Regions from separate parts of the Mus musculus genome. Here region 2 is linked to region 1. A link is a contact called in public Micro-C data. All regions are on one chromosome and are shown on one strand. Each heading gives the region's core, a stretch centred on a gene start, on an enhancer-like site or on the middle of the called end of the contact. The rest is flanking DNA. Distances are from core to core; before and after follow the strand shown.

Region 1 (3,684 bases), core at 68-2,567:
CACAGTGAGTGAGTCCCAGCAATGATTATATATAGTACCTTTCACATGCCAGGTTGAGCCCATGTGCATGCTGTCCCCTCTGGGATGTCTACCGCACCCTACCGCAGGGCTGAGACACTGAGGTACAGACATTCAAGAAGCCAGTCACAAGAGGGTCAGGCCTTGGCCTGTGGGCCAAAGAGGGCCTGGTCATGTGTACCACACCATGACATATTGAGGCATTGCAGAACCTTCCAGCTGACTTACCTGGGAGATTATTAGCACCCCAACACTAGGGCTAGCCTCCAGCCCTGGACAGACTGGCTAGTGGGTTCATAACAAATTGAGGGAACTGGTAGGTAGTTGGGGGATATGGTCCCGAATATGCAGCCAACCCCTCTCCTAGCCACGGTGACCCCAGCACCCTCCTGCCCAGACAGCCCTAGGGAAGGGACAGATCCATAAACATGAGGCTCCCCAAGGGCTCAGGAGGGGCACTGGGCGCTGGACAAGTCCTCAATATTATGGCTTTATTGTCATTTAAATGGAGCCTGCCTCAAACAGGCCACCCAGTTCTAGCCACCAGCGCCGGACAAAACCTCCATTGAAAAGCCAATTACAATCACTCCATCTAAATTGTCATGGATTTGTATAGAAAATTACATCTCCATTTAGTTCTGAAGCAACGTCCTGGACGTGGACAGAGGGGAGGCTGGCCCATTTACCTCGCCAGCGCAGCGCGGGTGCCGCAGGCAGGCAGAGAGAAAGCCCAAGCTGCCGGTCTTGGCTAGCCCAAGAACAAAGGCCAGTTTGTGGGGGCCCAAAGAAGAGCTGGGCCTCTGAGGGCGTCTCAGATTCCAGGCCTGGGCCGATGGACCCTGCACTGCCAGCTGGTCTCCCCTGCTGGCAGCTCTGGCCAGACAAGCTTCTGACAGCCGGCTTTAGGCGGCCGTCAGCCCTGCCACTATCCAAGGGGCCTGGAGCTTGGCTCCTGTCCACACTGCCAGGAAATGAAGGAGGTTAGCCTGGGGATCACTGGCCTGGTATCTTGAGAGTTTGGGTCATTCATTCATTCATTCATTCATCCATCACCATTGCTAAAGGGGCTTCTGGAAGTATGAAAAGCACAGTAACACAGAAATTAGCTCCAGCCTCAGGGTGTCCTGGGTTCCAGTCCAGGGTCTGTCCTTACTAGGCTCTTCCTGAGCATGTTCTCTGTGCCACAGAACAGAACATGGCTGAAGCCAACAAAATGCTGTGTCTCCTTTGTCCCTTAAAGTGAAAGGGAGATGACCCAGACTCTGAGGAAGTGAGCAGGGACTGCCTGAGTTTGTGGAAGAGTCACGTGACTAGACAGTGCTAAAGGAATAAGCCAGAAGGCACCCCAGGCTGAGGAAGCAGTATGTGTGTGGAAGGTGCCCCTATGGGCTGCCTTGGCTTACACATCTGTAATGTGTGCACAATGATGGTATGATTCCAGCTGTTCTGACGAGGGTTAGCCCAAGGCCCTGCCCAGGCAGACACTCATGCTCGCTTTCGGTGCGTGTGTATGAAGCAAAGGGTTCTGGTTCTATGCACCGTGGGTGTGACTGCATTTAATTATATGAGACTGTCCTGTGACTCCGTATGGTCATGGGTTGGTGTATGGAACTGTGCGTGTATTCCTTTGTTGACGGTCACTCGCCTTTCCTGTGGTCTTGCCCACACACAGTGCTCTCAGACTGGCTCTTTGTGGCTATGTGCCATGGCCTAAACATGCCTGTCTGAGTCCAGTGGGACTCCTGGCTGGGATGGCTGGCGGTACAGGTGGGTGCAGTAGGTGAGAGGGCAGAGGCCCCATCCTCCACAACCCAGTCCTACCAGGTGGACTGGCCGAGGCAGAAGCAGCCCCACCAGGGACTGCTCTGTGTACAGAAAACAAGTTCTTCTGGTATCAGCTCAAGTTTGGCAGGAAGTGGCTTTTGGGTGGCAGGAAATTGGATTCAGCTCATATCAGCGCCAGCTGAGGAGCAGGAGAACAGTTATCTAGGGTTAAACAGAGTTACCAAGAAGAGGGGCCCCCACCTCTCCATACCCGATAGTGCAGAGGGATAGGGATGGTGAAGGGTTGGAAAGAAGAGCGGTGCCCAGTCAGGTTCTACTGTGTCTTTGTTTGTTTGTTTGTTTTTCGAGACAGGGTTTCTCTGTATAGCCCTGCCTGACCTGGAACTCACTCTGTAGACCATGTAGACCAGGCTGGCCTTGAACTCAGAAATCCGCCTGCCTCTGCCTCCCAAGGGCTGGGATTAAAGGCGTGAGCCACCACACCCAGCTTCTACTGTATCTTAAGACCCAGACAGCCCCTTATCCACCTCTTACTACCCCTTCATAAATACAGACCATAATAAGCAGACTTGTCCAAGGTCACCAAAGCATGGAGCTCGGAGTTGCCTAAAGAGTTAAAAAACAAAAAACAAACAAACAAACAAAAAAAAAACCAGCCTGGGCCTGGTGGCACATGCCTTTAATCCCAGCACTCAGGAGGCAGAGGCAGGCAGATTTCTGAGTTCGAGGTCAGCCTGGTCTACAAAGTGAGTTCCAGGACAGCCAGGGCTACACAGAGAAACCCTGTCTTGGGAAAACAAAACAAAACAAAACAAAAACAAAAAACCAAAACCAACTCAAGGAGAAGGTCAGAGAGAAGAGATGCCCCTGGGGCAGAGCTGGTGGTTTAGAGGCAGAGCCCGGAGAATGTCAATGGAGAACTATAGAGTGCCTACACACAGTATGCCTACAGTGCGTAAGGCTAGCCCATGGACATCACAGCTGACCATGAGGTTCTGAACCCATTCCCCAGATGTGGAGCCAGGAGGGCCCAGAGCAGTTCACTTGTTGAGCCTGGAATCTAGGTCCGCTTCCAAGCACAGGGTTTTCCAGGTCACTTCCTCGTGCCCAGCATCTAGGGAAGCGCAGTGGCTTTCTACACAGCAATGTCCTGTCCCACAGGCTGTTCACCTAGATGCCCTGCTGAGGAGTTGACCCAGTTGTTCAGTGGCAAGCTGGGGTCACACCTGGACAGGCTGGCTGCTTTTACCGTGCAACAGAGTGCTCGGCTCTGGCAGTGCAGACAGAGAAAGTCAGAGCCCTGCCCTTGGATTGGGACTCAGCCACTGGAATGGGCTTATCTAACAGGCCAGTCTGTGTCCCCTGACCCCTACTAGAGCCCCTGGCAAGAGGGCTGCTGGTCCTCTTCTCATCCCCAAAGCAGCACCAGGCTGTTGCCTGACTTGAGATGCTGATTTGAAACCCAGTTTGCATGTCGTTTGCACATTACTCAGTGTGTGTCAGAAGGTACGAACATCTCCCTTTCCGGGAGAGAGAGGGCTGCCTGCCGGAGGCCCCCCTGCCCTCCTCCAGACAGCAAAAATGCCAGCCGGCTAGACGGGGAGCTACGCCCTGGCCTCTGACAGCACCAGCCTGCTGCCTCCTCCCCCATTCCCTCCTCGAGCCAAATTTAGGCTGCTCTGCTTCTGAGAGATGGGGAGAGAGGAGGCAGGAAACCATGAGATGGAGGCTGCTAAGCCAAGGCCCATTCATATAGGGCGGGGCTGCCCCAGGGGTACCCCATCCCTAAAGCCCTGGGCCTGGCCTCCCCTACTGGAATGAGGCCCAGTTGGTTGAGGAACACTGGGTCTGCAGCCTAGGGTGCTGGTTGCCCTTATCCGA
Region 2 (3,445 bases), core at 168-2,667, 33 kb before region 1:
CCCATCTCCCTCTTTCTCATGACCTTGAGTAGATCAGGCCACCTCTCGAATCCCGAGGCCCCCTTCTCTAAGATGGGGATGGCTTCACAGCTGCCAGGGCCTGGCACACAATTGTCTCAATGACTCGGGTATGGGCACCTTGGAGTTCTTAGGCAGAAAATGATCCTGTTCTGGGACTCAACTCTTGAGTGATAATGTGTCTGTAAGAGTGGCCTGATGACATGGGGGTGGCCGCCAGGGGACAGCAGAAAGGATAATGCAGTAATTTCTTATGCCCTGATAAGAAAGGAAGGCAGAAATCTTCGAGGATTGACTTGAACCTTTATTTATGCTTATAATTCATAGGGGAGGAGGAAGTTCTACACTGGTCAGATCTGCTCAGGTGGGAGGGGGTGTGAGATCACTAAGTTTATTCTCCAAGGGATTCTAGGCCAAGGTGCATCCGGGAAGGTCAGGCTTCTCAGAATGGGTTTGTGGGTGTGTTCAAGGTCTTCAGAGGCTCAGTGAGGTTGGCACCAGGAAGGCCACCGGACAAGGTGACTTCTATAGGGCCTGGGGCTACCCACCCCCACCTACACTAAGGCAAGGCCGGCCAATCTTGGGGGAATTCAGATGAGGTGGAAGGAGAGAAAGTTTGGGGGTCCAAAGGGTGGTGGCTTGGGGTCCCCCCCCCGGGGGAACATTCCTATTCTGGCACCCATACTGACACCAGAGCGGTCAGGCCAATTGCAGGAGTGAGGAGAGGAGCCTGTCCCACACCGCCAGGGTTGGGCTACCTCGGCTAAGACGACCCAATCGGGGAGGCTGGGGACGCCAGTGTCTGGGCTATGATCTGTGCCCTACTGCCTGCGGGACAGTCAGCCCGTCCCGACAGAGTGCGGCCTTCCAGGCTGTGGGCCGAACCAGCCGGATGGAACACGATCCCTAGCTGGGTACCGCGCGCCTGCCGCTGCTGCCCTCCCGGCCGCTGCGGGTGCAGCAGCCCCCGCGCCCCCAGGGGCCGGGCCGGGCGGGGCTGGGCGCGCGGGCGCGGGAGGGAGGGGGGCGGGCGGCGGCGCAGCCTGCGCCGCTCTAACAGGTGGGATCCCGCGGCGTGGTGGAGGCGGGCGCGGGAGGAGGAGGAGGAGGAGGAGGAAGAGCAGCAGCAGCGGGAGCCCCAGCCGGAGCCAGAGCAGGAGCAGGATGAGCCGCGCAAGCTGACAGCCACCGCTGCCGCCCGCGCCCAGGCTCGGTCTCGCTCCCCGTGCCCGGGGCCGCTCCCCGCCTCCCGCCTCCCCTGGCCGCCCGCGGGGCGGCCCGCCCCCTCTGCACCTCCGGGCCCGGAGCTGCCTCCATCTCTCCTGCATCCCGGCCGGGGGGAGGAGGAGGCGGAGCAGGAGGCGAGTCGGAGCCGCCGCCGCCAACGCCGCCGCCGCCGCCGCCGCCGCCCGAGCAGGACAGAGCGCGCCGCAGCCCCGCGCGTCCGGCCGCCGCCCGCGCCCATCCAGCAGCCGCGCCAGAGCCACACCGCGGGACAGCCCGGGCCGCGGCGCGCCCCTGCCCAGCCCGGCCCAGCCCAGCCCAGTTCCAGCACCGGGCGGCCCGGTGGCCGGCCCGCCCCCGAGGGCGCCGGGCGCGGCGGGAGGATGCCGAAGCCGACGCTGCTGCTGCGCGGGGGCTGGGAGCGCGAGCGCAGCCCCGGGGACTCGGAGCTGGGCCGCCAGTTCCGGGACTGGTGCCTGCGCACCTACGGCGACTCGGCTAAAACCAAGACAGTGACACGCAGCAAATACCAGCGGATCGCCGAGGTCCTGCAGGGTGGCGGCGGGACCGGCGCGGGCAGCGGCCCGGCGGCGGGCGAGAAAGGCAAGTTCCAGTTCTGGGTGCGCTCCAAGGGCTTCCGCCTGGGCAGCGGCCGGGAACCCAAGATGGGCCAAGTGGTGTATGTGCCGGTCAAGACGGGCTCGGTGAGTGCGCGCGCGGCGGCCGCGGGCTAGTCCCGTGGCCGGGATTGGGGAGGGCGGGGGCGGGGTGGGGGTGTGGATGTGTGTCCGAATGGTGTGTTTCTGGGGTTGTCCGTGTGTCTAGCCCACCCGGGGCGTGCGTGTCCCTGCTCACTAGCCCTCCCTGGCCCGCCCGGGCAGCGCTCGGGGTTTGGGGCGTCCCTGCCCCCTCTGCGCCGCTGATCGGGCCATGGCCGTGACGGGCGGGCTGTCCCGGGCTGCTCACCCCAGCGTGTTCTGTCCTCTCGTCCCCTCCCCTCCCCCTTTCCCCCCAGCCAGCAGGCGGCTGCTACGGAGCTCCAGCCTCCCCCCCTCCCGCCCGGAGGCCGCCTGTCCCGGGCGCCTCGCGCTCCCGCCCCCGGGCCGGCTGGGCGGTGTGTGTGTGCGTGTGTGTGTGTGTGTGTGTGTGCGCGCGCGCGTGTATCTATGTGTGTGTGTGTAGGGTGGTGCTGCGGGGGTGGGGAGGCAGGGGCAGCGGCGGGACGGGGAGTCCACTGGGCCTCCCCGCACTAGGGGAGGGGGCTAGCCCTGGCACTGTCGCCCCGACCCCACCCGGCACTGGCCCGGGGAGGGGCAGCCAGAGCCGCAGCCTGGCGCAGGAGCAGCCTCCCAAGGGTGGGTGGGGCGTCCCCGCCGCCCCCCGGGCCCCGCGCTCCCCCCACCCTGGGACGGGGGCGGCATGACCTATTCATCCCCTCCCCTCCCCCGTCTCTCAGGCTGGCCCGGTTGGCGCTGGGGAGGGGGGCGGGTAACCGCAGCCCCGGGAAAGGAGGCTGGTGGCCAGTGGCCGGGCGGGGGCATCCCCTTCGGTTCGGGGCGCCCCGAGAGGGCGTGAGGCTTGGGCCCCGCGGCTCCCCCCTCCGGGACCTCATTGTTCTGCAGAGGGTGGGGGCTGGGGGGGGGCGGCTGCTCTCGGGGCGCTGCTGAGCTTTGAACTTTCCGTTGCCCAGACCTTCGGGTAGTGTGTTCGGTCCCCGGCCCGGTCGGGCCAGCCTAGCTCTCCTCCCCGCCGCCCCTCCCTGGCCTCGCCCGGCCGGAGCACTAGAGCCCGGCCGCCCCGCGCCGGCCTCCCTCCTCCCTGTTCCCCCGCTCCCCCCTCCGCGCTCCTCCCCCGTCCGGCGCGCCCGCCCCGCGCTCAGCCCTGTCCCCGGCCGGAGCGGGCTCTTCACACACAATTGATTCGGTCGTTACGAAAAGTGCACTTGTCCCCTCCCCCTCCGGCGGCCGCCCGGGCCGGGCCCGCGGGGTGAGGGGACCGCGAGGGAGGGAGGCAGGAGGCAGAGTGGAGCCCGAGGCGCCTCCCCCCACCCCCCCGCGCCCAGGGGACGGGGCTGCAGGCCGCGGGGAGTGGGAGCCGCGAGCGCAGAGGGCTGGCGGCCCATCTGCGAGGAGCGCTGATAACCGCGCCGCTGCCGCTGCGGCCGCCAGCAGCCCATCTGCGCCGCTGCCGCCTCCGGCCGGCC

The links. A called contact is a pair of places that touch in the nucleus more often than the background predicts.
Region 2: a contact with region 1 is called in a Micro-C map of the G1E-ER4 cell line, with 2.2 times the contacts expected there. The contact joins the promoter of Nol4l here to the enhancer-like site in region 1. A contact is called at or near these places in 14 of 39 promoter capture datasets (the C10 cell line, the HPC-7 cell line, cranial neural crest and 8 more), 3 of 15 datasets of contacts at CTCF or cohesin (CD8 T cells, large pre-B cells and pro-B cells), 52 of 484 Hi-C or Micro-C datasets (the C10 cell line, CD4 T cells, CD8 T cells and 35 more), 24 of 115 datasets of contacts at active chromatin or transcription factors (the 230-238 cell line, CD4 T cells, the HPC-7 cell line and 16 more) and 6 of 9 other capture datasets (adipose tissue, embryonic stem cells, embryonic tail and 3 more).

The regions. Positions count from the first base shown.
Region 1 is chr2:153,494,219-153,497,902 of GRCm38.p6, reverse strand. The region is part of intron 1 of Nol4l (nucleolar protein 4-like); the gene reads left to right. It also overlaps 4930404H24Rik. Among named protein-coding and RNA genes, the nearest start is that of Nol4l, 34 kb to the left of the region's middle. Within about 2 kb of position 1,317, at least 62 of the 459 cell types and tissues checked have an H3K27ac peak or open chromatin away from gene starts, as enhancers often do. A contact at or near this core is called in the G1E-ER4 cell line, the MNK3 cell line, the SCID.adh cell line and 12 more, where this site is marked.
Region 2 is chr2:153,527,943-153,531,387 of GRCm38.p6, reverse strand. Nol4l (nucleolar protein 4-like) reads left to right here and starts at 1,417. Exons shown (of 11, transcript NM_001134300.2): 1 at 1,417-1,946. The coding sequence starts at 1,626.